Linked DNA regions of Mus musculus: region 2 is linked to region 1. The links are chromatin contacts, called in public Hi-C maps. All regions are on one chromosome and are shown on one strand. Each heading gives the region's core, a stretch centred on a gene start, on an enhancer-like site or on the middle of the called end of the contact. The rest is flanking DNA. Distances are from core to core; before and after follow the strand shown.

What was found. Hi-C and Micro-C count contacts between places; a contact is called where the count stands out from the background.
Region 2: a contact with region 1 is called in a Hi-C map of cerebral cortex, with 5 times the contacts expected there. The contact joins two enhancer-like sites. A contact is called at or near these places in 6 of 39 promoter capture datasets (the 3T3-L1 cell line, embryonic stem cells, liver and 2 more), 1 of 15 datasets of contacts at CTCF or cohesin (the NIH/3T3 cell line), 3 of 484 Hi-C or Micro-C datasets (cerebral cortex, cortical neurons and embryonic stem cells), 12 of 115 datasets of contacts at active chromatin or transcription factors (craniofacial prominence, embryonic basal ganglia, embryonic forebrain and 5 more) and 2 of 9 other capture datasets (adipose tissue and embryonic stem cells).

What each region holds. Positions count from the first base shown.
Region 1 is chr16:34,182,800-34,188,515 of GRCm38.p6, forward strand. It overlaps Kalrn (kalirin, RhoGEF kinase), which reads right to left. Exons shown (of 60, transcript NM_177357.3): 27 at 4,616-4,705. Among named protein-coding and RNA genes, the nearest start is that of Gm41448, 66 kb to the left of the region's middle. Within about 2 kb of position 2,137, at least 2 of the 459 cell types and tissues checked have an H3K27ac peak or open chromatin away from gene starts, as enhancers often do. A contact at or near this core is called in cerebral cortex, where this site is marked.
Region 2 is chr16:34,565,528-34,571,243 of GRCm38.p6, forward strand. It overlaps a transcript of Kalrn not described here. Among named protein-coding and RNA genes, the nearest start is that of Kalrn, 54 kb to the left of the region's middle. Within about 2 kb of position 3,529, at least 4 of the 459 cell types and tissues checked have an H3K27ac peak or open chromatin away from gene starts, as enhancers often do. A contact at or near this core is called in cerebral cortex, where this site is marked.

The sequences.
Region 1 (5,716 bases), core at 887-3,386:
GTGTGTGTGTGTGTGTGTGTGTGTGCACATGTGCTCTAAAAGGAGGAAGAGAAGATAAGGAGAAAGAAAAAATAGACAAAGGTAGACATTCATAAGAAAATGTTCTTTAGTAGGAGGTGGAAAGAGAGAGGCAGGGGGAGAAGAGGGGCAGAAGAGGGGGGGAAGGAGAGGGGTGGGGGGAGACAGAAAGAGAGAGGGGGAGGGGGAGAGAGAAGAAGAAGGAGGAGGAGGAGGAGGAGGAGGAGGAGGAGGAGGAGAAACGAGAGAGACCAAGAGAGACAGACATGCAGACTCTGAGAGAAGTTGAGAACTGGCCGCAAAAAGGGAGAAGGTTTTAGGAAAGAAGTGGGTTCATGAGACAGATGAAGAAACTGGACAGCACTGGGGAGATCACAGGATAAAGGCGAGAGAGTCAGTAACAGACTGATGGGGAGCAGAGGTGAGAAGGAGCAGGGTGAGAGGGGAGAGAGGTGGGAGAGTAGGAACTAAGTCAAGAGGTTGGGAAACAGGCAGTACAGGGGCCAGGGAGAGCGGGGAGACTCAGAAGGAGTCTTGTCTGTCATCACCCTCCCATAAACAAGGCTCTTCCTAGCACGCCCAGCTGGGATTTGGCACAACCCAGCCTAGATCACTATTCTGTCTCTTCCACATTTCTCACTACAGTCACCTCTCGAGTCCCTCAGGGCTTCTGAGTTGGAAACCAGAGTCATTCTTAGCAATACCCCCACTGTTATACATGGTGAGCATCCCCACAGATCACACCCCAGTCAACAGGATGGCTTTTAGGTGATGTTGGTGCCTCTGGTCTCACCTATTAATCACCCTTGTGCCCAACCTCAAACTGAGCACCTTCCGAGTCTTGGTGTAGAGAGGACAGGAAAGGGCATAGATTAGTCCTGTACCCAAGAGCTGAGACTGTGTAACACATAGAGGCTAGAGAACTGCAAAGGACACAGAGTCTGTCACAGCCAATAAAAAGATAGCATTGGGAAGGGAGGTTAGCGAGATAAAGCCTGGACCAACACAATTATCACTGTTAGGAGATGAGGACTATGCCTCAGCACAGAGGAAGGGAGTAAAAGAAAGTAGGTTCAGGAGTCGGAAAGGAACCAAAGCAGGAGCGGAGAAGCAGAGCTGGGTCGGCTACTGATGGAGCAGGGTTGGGGGAAACAAAAGGGGTTTGAAGGCAAGGTTTTCAGTGCAGAATAGTGTAGATCTGAAAGAGAGCAGATACGCACTGACCACTTCAGAGGAGCTAACAGTGCCTGACCGCAGCAGAGCAGAAAGAGACTGGAAACAGACAAACTAGGAGGTTCTAACAAGAGCCCGGGCACAGAGATAAAAAGGCATCATATGATTGAGCAATGCCATCCCCAAGATGAAACCAAGAAAAATGAAAAGTCATGTCTGTGCAGGGATGACCCAAATACCTATCAGCTGATCAATGGAGCCTGTGGCAAAAAGATATATATATATATATATATCCCATTTATATGAAGCTATAGATATGGAAAATGGGCTAGTGATTACTAGTGCTTTTGTGGGGTGGGGGGAGGGGTCTGTTAATAACTAAAATGCGTATAATTATTTTTTCTGGGGAGTATATGTGTGTATGTACATGTTCACTTGTGTGTACATGCACATATGTGTATGTGAAGATCAGAGGTCCATTCTAGGATCACAGATGACTTTACTCTTAAGCTGTAGTATAGTATTTTATATCCAACGTATGGTAATTGAGAGAGTAGTAAAATAAAAAAGATATTTAAAAATTGAGAGACTTCCAGCAGAAGACATTGGTGATAGTTATGTTTCTCCTAGGAAGGGTAGATTTTTAGAGTATCCCAAACTGACCGGTGGATCAAGAACACTGAATAGCACAGTTCAGCATTAGAAAGGAAAACACATAGTGTCCTGTTTCTTGCAGGTGACATATTCCATAACCATTTAACACATTTAGGAAATGCTGGGTCAATCTGCTATCTTGACTGTAAGATGCCAACGCCTTGAAGTGACCAAGTGGACACAGCACATCCCTTTCCCAAGCTTCCCTACAAGAGCTGCACTGCTGGAGAGAGCGACAGACTTTGCGTGGCTGTGGGCACACCTGGCTGTACACTGCCCTCTGGGGTTTGAATCAGAGTCTGCATGGCTTGGGAATGCTTCCTGGGTGATGCTAACAGATCATCTGGGGCAACTGCTCTAGACTGACAAGCTGACAACTGCCAGGTGACAAGGCTTGTGTCACCTGTGTAGGACTGAACTCACCAGGAAGGTCTAAAAACTGGCACATTTCTTGGCTTATCCTGGATATTCCAGCTCAGCACTCAGAAGATACTCACTACAATCTCAGTGTCATGGCTGCGGGTGAGTGGAATATGAGCTATTTGCTTTTAAGACTCGGAGCTCATGAAGGTGATAGGTTAAGTTAGGATGATCTATTATTCCTCCATCTCCTTTACCAGAAACTGATTAGAAATAGGGGGCCTGGCAGTGATGGTGCATGCCTTTAATCCCAGCACTTGGGAGGCAGAGGCAGGTGGATTTCTGAGTTCGAGGCCAACCTGATCTAAAGAGTGAGTTCCAGGACAGCCAGGGCTACACAGAAAAACCCTGCCTCGAAAAACCAAAATCCAAAAACAAACAAACAACCCCCCCCCAAAAAAGAAACAAAAGAGAGAGAGAGAGAGAGAGAGAGAGAGAGAGAGAGAGAGAGAAAGAAAGAAAGAAAGAAAGAAAGAAAGAAAGAAAGAAAGAAAGAAAGAAAGAGGGACACAGAGAACATAGGACTATTGGAAATATAATACAGTACTAGGCACGGAGACCTGTACAAACAGGAATCAAGAGTACATTACCAGGTTTCAAGGTTCTTGGATGGAACATGTGTGTGCAGGAAGGTATGTTTATTGGTGAATTGCCACACATTCTATGACAGAGACACAAAGCTCAGGGCATGCCCACGGTGTGGGGTTTGTGCAGGAGGCAGCGTTTGACTTTGTGAAGAACAGGAATGACATGTATGTATATATATATTCAGGTGTTTATGTGTGGATAGGTGTCTCTGTGTGGACAATCTTAGGCAAAGGAAATGCTGGACAAGCATAAACACAGAGGCATCGAAAGCATGTTGAGGGCACAGAAATTGTGTTATTAAGATGCTGAGTGAAAGAAGGAAGGGCGCAATCCATTTACAACTTCAAAAAGACCCTTCTGGGTAACTCTGATGACTAACCAACCAGAGACATCTTAAGGAAATGCACCGTCAATCAAGGGAAGCATTAGTACAGAGAATCCAACATAATATCCAGCAAATCCTGGTATCAGCTGAGAGAAGTTCCTTTCTTAGACTTTTATTTTACCCCAGCAATTCCAATTTCAGACACCTGAGGCCGTTTACAAATGAATTCTATTTTAAAAAGCCATATATGTTTGCTTCTTACCTAGCTTCTCCCACTCAAACTACCCCTTCATTGAGCAACAAGATCCCCATGGAATCAGTCTGCTCTGGTGGTGTCTGCCTAGAATGATGCTCCGGAGGTTTATTTTGTAATGTGGAGTGCAAGACCCCGGTTTCAACGCCTTTGTTTTCTCCTAGGGGCTTAGCCTGCTGCCTTACATGCAATAGACGATGCCCCAGGAGCAATGAATTCAGCGAGGCTGTCACACATTGCTAAAGGGGCTTCTGCCACTTCTGACAGGACTAGCAGAGGCCATCAGTGTTAGTCTGTTGCTCTCTGACTTTCATTTTTCCTTATTTTTAACTTTCTGTCTCACACATCCCTTGTGCCCTTCAGTGCCTTTTGATCTGTTTGCTTTCTGACCAATAGGCCATACCAACACTAAATGGATCTGTCCCATTGACCTCCCACCCATGACTGTTCTCATTCAGCACCCAAGGTCCTGAGACAGCAGAGGATCCCAGCCTTCCCATCTCTTGATGTTCACGACAACGGTGCTCAGCTCTGGCTGTACAACATCTGCCCCCCTCAGTACTAGCCACATATCATAGCATTGGGCCAACTCATCGCATCTCAGAGGACCCAGGACTCAGGATTTATCAAAGATGGCTGGTAAATTCCAGTGTGAAGCCACAGTGCAAATGAACATCATCAATGAAGTGGATGGCAGATTGGGCTGGGTATCAAAGACACCAGTGGACTCCTTACAACTCAGGCTGCCAGGCTGTGTCCAGAAAAGAGTCTGTCAGTCAATCTGGAGTGGGGAATTTGCACTTCAGAAAGAAGCTCAGGCCTGGCTCAGGGACCACACCACCTTTGGACTGCTATGATTGAGAAAATAAAACTCCCCGGCAACATCATTACACCTGTAAGCCCAAGGTTTACGTCTAGCTAGGTTTGGTATTGAAACATAGACTAAAAGTCGCCTCATCCAAATTATGCTTGAGATGGGATGGGGCAAAACTGAAGACAAATTCTCTTTTCTTTTAGTTTTTCAAAATATTTTATCCATGAGATAAAGGTTTAGTGTGACCAGGAAAGAAGAACAAGGAAGAAAGGGCAGACACTCATCGTAAAGAAGAGGAGCGTCCCTCCCCTCCCTCCCCTCCCCTCCCTCCCTGTCCCTGGACTGTTGACAATGGAAGACCATAGCTTACATCAAAGAAGGTGCCCGCATGCTCCAGGATCAGCTGGTTGGAATCAGGCTTGTTTTTACAGTAGGTGACATACATCTGAAATTTGTCTGCCTGAAAAAGAACAGACACCAAAAGATTGGTTCCTCCCTGTCTTAGTTGGGCTTTCTACTCTTGTGATTAAAGGCCATGACATGGGGGAAAAGGGTTTGTCTCATCTTACAGCTTGTGGTCCATCATCCATGGAAGTCAGGGCAGGAACTCACGGCAGGAGGCTGGAGGCAGGAACTGACCCAGAAGCCATGAAGAAAAGCAGTTTACTAGCTTGCTCCTCATGGCTGGCTTAGCCTACTTTCTTACAGCACCCAGGACCATCAGCTCAGGTGTGGCACCGGCCACATCGAGGTTAGCCCTCTCACATCAATCATCAGTCAAGAAGACACCCACGGGCTTGTCCACAGACCAATCTGCTGGGAGCATTTTTTCAATTGAGGTTCCCTCTTCCCAAATGACTCTAGCTTGTGCTAAGTTGACACACAGCTAGTTACATTCCCCTTCCTTACAATGCCTAAAACGCCCAGCATGGGTTGTACAGCAACTGAATCCCTTATGGAAAGTGCCATGTGTTCCCTCAGACCACAGTCTGTTAAAATGCTGGAATGCTTTTTCTCTTATTGGAGTGTAGAAAAAGCCTGTGAACAGAAGTTCAATTTAATACCAGGCCGTGCTGGGAAGGAGAAAGAATGGAAACACGTTTTGAAGTTGTGTAGGACATACTTATTGATTACCCTCACTTGAAACCATCAAAAATCATGTTCTTTTTCTTGGAAAAGAACAAAGGCCATCCACGCTCCTTCAAGGCAAATACAGAGTAAAAAAATAAGTGCTCAGAGGGAGGTCTGCTCATATTCCAAATGCCTTCACTAGAGGGATCGTGGAAGCCACTTACGCCAACAGCCCCTCTCCCACTGTCAGAGTCTGGACAGTGATTCCTACAGAGGTTGTCACCTCAAGCTCCTGACCTCATGATCTCACCTCTTCACAGAGAAAATGAATTCTGAAAACTAAGTGTTTTTTTTTTTCCATTGGTGGACCACTGTGTTTTGAATACCTGGGATATCCTCC
Region 2 (5,716 bases), core at 2,279-4,778, 380 kb after region 1:
ACCGCTTGTTAGAGAGGCACTTAGAGAAACAGAATGCTCCATTTGGAGTAACTATCTGCAGATATTTGGGTATCCATTGCACAACGTATAAAGCCCTTTCACTGTGTCTTATTTGAATCACTCAACAACCCTATAAGGGAACAGTGGTTGAAGAGATTATTATCCCCATCCTATGTAGATGTCCAAGTCACACGGGAAAGTCATTCAGATAAGCAGGGAGCAAAAAGGAGGATCACCTTCCTGCTCCCTTGCATGACCTTCCTTCGCAGACTTTCTCTCCCCTTTCAGCCCATTAAGTCCAAGTGCTCCCAGCGGGAGTATATTTATATTTATATCCATTTCCCTCCTGCTCCATGGTCCTTCCTTTGATGGTTTTATATACTTCCACGGAGTGTGGCTGCAGTAGACATTCAATATGTATTTGTTAAACAAGTGACTGAAGGAAAGAGACCCAAAGTCAGTCTTCTGAACCCACAGGCAGGCCAGGCTCCTTGCTCCCCTCAGCTGCTGCTCGGGTACTCTCCTCGTGCACGTGAAACTCTGCCCAGCAGCCATCCCGAGGTGCCCACTGCATAACTGCAACAGCAGGCACAAGGCCACACTAACAACTAGGCCCTAGTTACGAGGGTCTCCTGAGTGGCCACTGTCCCCAGACATCACCAGACGCTTTATACAATTCTTCTACTTAAGCTCCTCCATCTGTAGAACAAGCATGATTAGCCCTAGTTTGCAAAACTCCTGAAGGTGAGTGACAGTAAGTGATTTACCCAAGAGCAAACCCCCAGTCAGTGCTTCGTTTATCTGATCAAAGGCAAAAGCATCCTGGCTAATCTAGGGTTATCTGCCCCCATCAGTACTACTGAAGACAGGTTTTGTTTGGGTGGTTCTTTGCTGTCCGTGCGCTGTAGGATATCTAGCAGAATGTAAGATCTGACTACAAACTAGAAGCCTACAGCAAACTGTTTCATGAGTTATGACAATCAAAAAAAAAAAAAAAAAAAAAAAAGGTCTCCAGACATTGCCAGATGCTCCCTGGAGTGTGAAGCAGTATTGATTGCTCCTGGCTGAGAACCACTGTGCTATCCTAGGCTGCCTACCTCCAGAGACAAGGCCAAATGCAACCAGGAGAACTCTAGAAAGTAGATCCCCTAGTTCACTCACTCTGGGTCTGAGGTTCACAAGCAGCAAGTTTTCATACTTGTTACCTCACTTCTTTCTGTAGCTCTAGCTCATCCCAATACCCCTCTCTTGCCTTGAAGGACATTCAAATATAGTTGGACAGAACTGCCAATAACTGTTGTATTGGCAGCCCATGATACAAGGACGAAGTCCAGCCTCCACAACCTTACAGATAGCACCGAATGCTAGCAATATATTCTGAAATAGATTAGCACAGAAATCACCTACCTACAATACACCATTCTCCCTCTCCACACTCCTCCAGATGTCCCTGAGCAAGCAAATGACTAAATGTCCAGTTGATGACTGAAGGAGACAGAAGAGAATTTGAAAAATACAATAAGCATTGAGCTGAGTATGCTGGATAGGCTTATGTCAATCTGATACAAGGTCAGGTCATCTGGGAAGAAGACATCTGAATTGAGAAAAAGGACTCCAAAGGACTGGACTGTAGGCAAAGCTGTCTGGGAATTTTCTTGGCTGACAACTGAGATGAGAGAACCCAGCCCATTGTGGACAGTGCCACTTCTGAGAAGGTGGTCCCTGGAGTGTACAAGCAAATGAGCTGAGCAAGCCAGGGGGAGCAAGTCAGTAAACAGCATCCCTCCATGGCCTCAGCGTGAGTTCTGCCAAGTTCCTGCCCTACATTCTCATCCTGACATTCCCTTAGTAATGGACTGTGATCAGGACTGTAAGCTGAAATAAGCCCTTTCTTCCCCAAGCTGCTCCTGCTCATGGTGTTTTACCACTGGAGTAGAACCCCTAACTAAGATGCTGGGCATAGGGTTTACCTTGTGATGCTTCAAGAGTATATCAAAGGAGATTGTGGTGTTTTGAATATGCTTGGCCAAGCAGGGGCACTATTAAGAAGTGTGGCCTTTTTGGAGAAAGTGTGTCATTGTTGGGGTGGGGGTGGGGCTTTAAGACCCTCCTTCTGGCTACCTGAAGCCAGTCTTCTACTGTTTGCCTTTGGAACAGGATGTAGAACTCTCAGTTCCCCCAGCACCATGTCTGCCTGGATGCTGCCCTGCTCCCCCCTTGATATCATGGACCGAACCTCTGAACCTGTAAGCAACCCCCCAACTAAATGTTGTCCTTTATAAGAGTTGCCTTGGTCATGGTGTCTCTTCACAGCAATGAAACCCTAAGGAAGACAGAGATGTTTTCCTTTTCTGCAAAAAGAGGCAAGAGGATTCCTCTCTTCCCAAATACCTACTGATATTTACTCAAAGAATCACACACAAAGTGTGTGGTTATTTCAAAGTCTTCCTTTTCTATGATCTGGACTGACAATGATTTGTCTTCCTATACAAGCAGGATGGAGTTATTACCTAAGTTTGAGGAACAACACAGTGAGTAAGACATACCATAACCTAGATTCAACAACGGCTTACATTTGGCCATGTCTCTTATATCTCTAAGGGAGATAGAAGTTTTGATGAAGAGTAAGATATTTTAAAGGCTTTGTACTTAACTCCAAATATATATATACATACATAATTTTAATGGGGAAATAGGTCCTATACACTGGAAAAGGCTAAACAATAATACGGTGCCACTAACTCAGTGAGAATATAGACACTGAGGTTTTACAGAGGTAGTCATAAACTGTAAACGCTTTCAAAAAAGACAGAACACTAATCTTGAAGAACGTGTCGGATTTGGAGGCTATGGAGTAGGATAGGAATGAATCAGTAATAATAAAAATGCCTCAGACAATGGGGAGGGACACTGACTACAACTGAGTAGCTAAGCATGGACTTGACACATAGACACCAGGGAGTTACTGCAGGTTCATAAACCAGGCAGTCACAAGTGAAAAAGTGTGTTAGGGAGTGTTATGAGCCTCAGGTACACGGCAGAGGTGAGACAGACTTTGGGATGAGAAAGGGGGCTGTAAAAGGAGTCCAAGGCGGGTGGGTTCTGCCCTCGGGCAGTCACCCTGAGGATAAGCAACAGGTTCACTATGCAGAACTGTGCAGCAAGGTTTGATAGAGAGGAGGGAGATCCCTAGAATTAATGCCAAGGCCTTAAACATCGCGACTGGGAAAGAGAACATGCCATGTAGAGAATGGAGACAGTGAAGAGGATGCTGTGGTTTGTGGGGCTGGAAATACACAGAGAAAGCTCAGCTGAACTGAGCTGAGCTTGGCCAAAGCCCAGCTAACAGCATCTTTCCCATTGAAACCGTCTGGATGCGGAATCAAAGCTCAACAGAGAGTTGGACAGAGCTCCCAGCAACTCCTTTTTCCTTTGCCTTTTTCCTAAGAAGGAGTTTCTCTCTTTTGCTCACCAGAGCTAAGCTATGAGTTGTGTTATGGAGCCTACTCTTCTGTCTCGTCTCTGGGATCCCACGCAGCCACTTCTGTCTCCACAGCTAGCTCACGCTCGTGCTCTCTCTCTCTCACCCCCAAACTACCTAGGACAAAACCTCAAAGCTCCTTTTCTGACAGCAGTGCTCCACCCTGTCTCTTGCTGATAAACTACAAGTGCCTATGTCCTGTTTGCCATCCCAGTTGCTGACCCTGAGTGCCCCTTCTGATCCTGTGCTCCCAGAATCAGCTCCAAGGGTTTGGTTTTTCTATTCCTCCTGCTCAGCCTGTCTGCCCCATCATCACATCAGAGCTCACACAGCCTTCCTGTGGTCTCCAGGATCCAGAATCCTTTCTGCCATCCCCAAAATAAGACCTCCTAGCCCTTCTTCCCCCAACTCTCTCCTTCTGGAAGCATCAACTACACCATGCTTCCAAATCATCAGGACCACTCCTAGCCATCCGTGCTTGAATCCACATGTCTGGCTCCAAAATGACTTAGATGTCCACATCCAATTCTTCAAATGCAAACATGCTCTGAGCTGAGAACATCAGTCATCAGGGATAGCCCATCCTTGAGCTCTCAACCCAGCTATTTCTCACCACATCACTTATGTCAGGAAAACCCAGCATTTCTACCTGTCACGATGTCTCTCAGAGTTAGCCCTGACCCTCCATCCTTTCTGCCATCTATACAGGGCAAGCCCCCCAGCCTCCACCTCATTCTTGGATGACCTCAGCATCTCCCTTGATCTTACCTTTATTGGTTTTTTTTTCCACGCCATTAATAATATCTCCACTGGACTAATCTTTCCAAACACTACTTATGATGTCTTTGCTCAAACACCAGCAATGACTCCCGTTTTCCCTTGAATCATGTCCAAACTCCTCTTCAGAAGGTTTCAGGACTCTCTTATTTGTTCCTATTATTTATTCTTAGCCAACCCTGTCCCTCACCCTTACTAAGTTACCCCTTCCCCCTCAGTCAGCCCATTTTCCTCAAAAACCCATCCTTTTAATCTTTGCCCAATCTCCCTGCCCCGCCCACTTCAAAGACCAGCCTAGGCACTGCCTTCTCTGGTTCTGACAGCTCTTAACTCGAAGTTAACCTTTAGCCATCAGTTAATTAGCCATCTGTAAGTTCTTGAGGACAGAAACTACTGTGACCATTTCTTCTGTGTGTTCCACAGCACCCTGGACAGCACAAGATTGCCAGTAGGTGTTAGAAAGTCCTTGTTGTTCAATCATTTCTGTCCCAGTCCTGCAATAACCTACCTCTTTTTCAGCCTTGCAACCATTCCCAGTAAAAGGTTAAGATTTCATTAAAATTTAAAGTCTGTAACAAAATAAAAAAAGAAAAAAGAAAAACTCTGTAACATAGTTTGTCAGGCTTGAAATAGAATTCTTAGGAAGATAATCAGGAATGTATCAATCTATATTATACCATAGGACAGTACACCATGCTATAGATACAATCTATGCTATAGGATACTATACTACACTCCAGGATAGTGTGGAGGAGCATAGCTGACTCTATATCCTTGTAAGTGCAAAGAAGTGAATCTCATTTAATCAGTTGGTCACAAGAACTAAAAACAAAATCCAAGTAATCAGAAAGAGGTAGGCAAGACAAGTAAACTGACTAAATTATTTAAAACACGCCTAATTAGAGGCACTGGTATGCCAGAGTTTTGACAAAATAATTGTCAGTCTGGTCTTTGTACATGCAAATTTTTCCACCACAAAGAAGGGGGTAATCCTGGTGGGGGAAACTTTGGACAATCTGTTTGATGTTTTGGTTTTTTTTTTTTTAGTTGTTCAATTGAATAAATTTATAATCCAGCCAGCCAACCAGGTACAGAGCTATGTTTCACAGAAGACATGAATCAAAAAGGAGAAGGTTGGGAAATGTAGTCTATCCAAACTTAAGAATCCCTAACAGGGGACTGATAGACTGCAAGTGGGGTGAAGGTCGAGGGCCCAAACACAGAAGGCCATGAAGCAGAAAGGTGCTCTTCTAGACTCCCCCCTTACAGCTTGCCACAGGTCATCAATCACTTGCAGGTCTGTGTACAGAGGATTTAAATTGCCTCTGATTCTAAATGCACATGAGATCTAGCCTCTCTTTACCACCACCACAGCTGCCACCACATCCTTGAAGCCAGCAAGACTGCCCTGTGGAAGGACATTACCCCCCGTAGGAAACTGACCCCAGCCCACTTCTG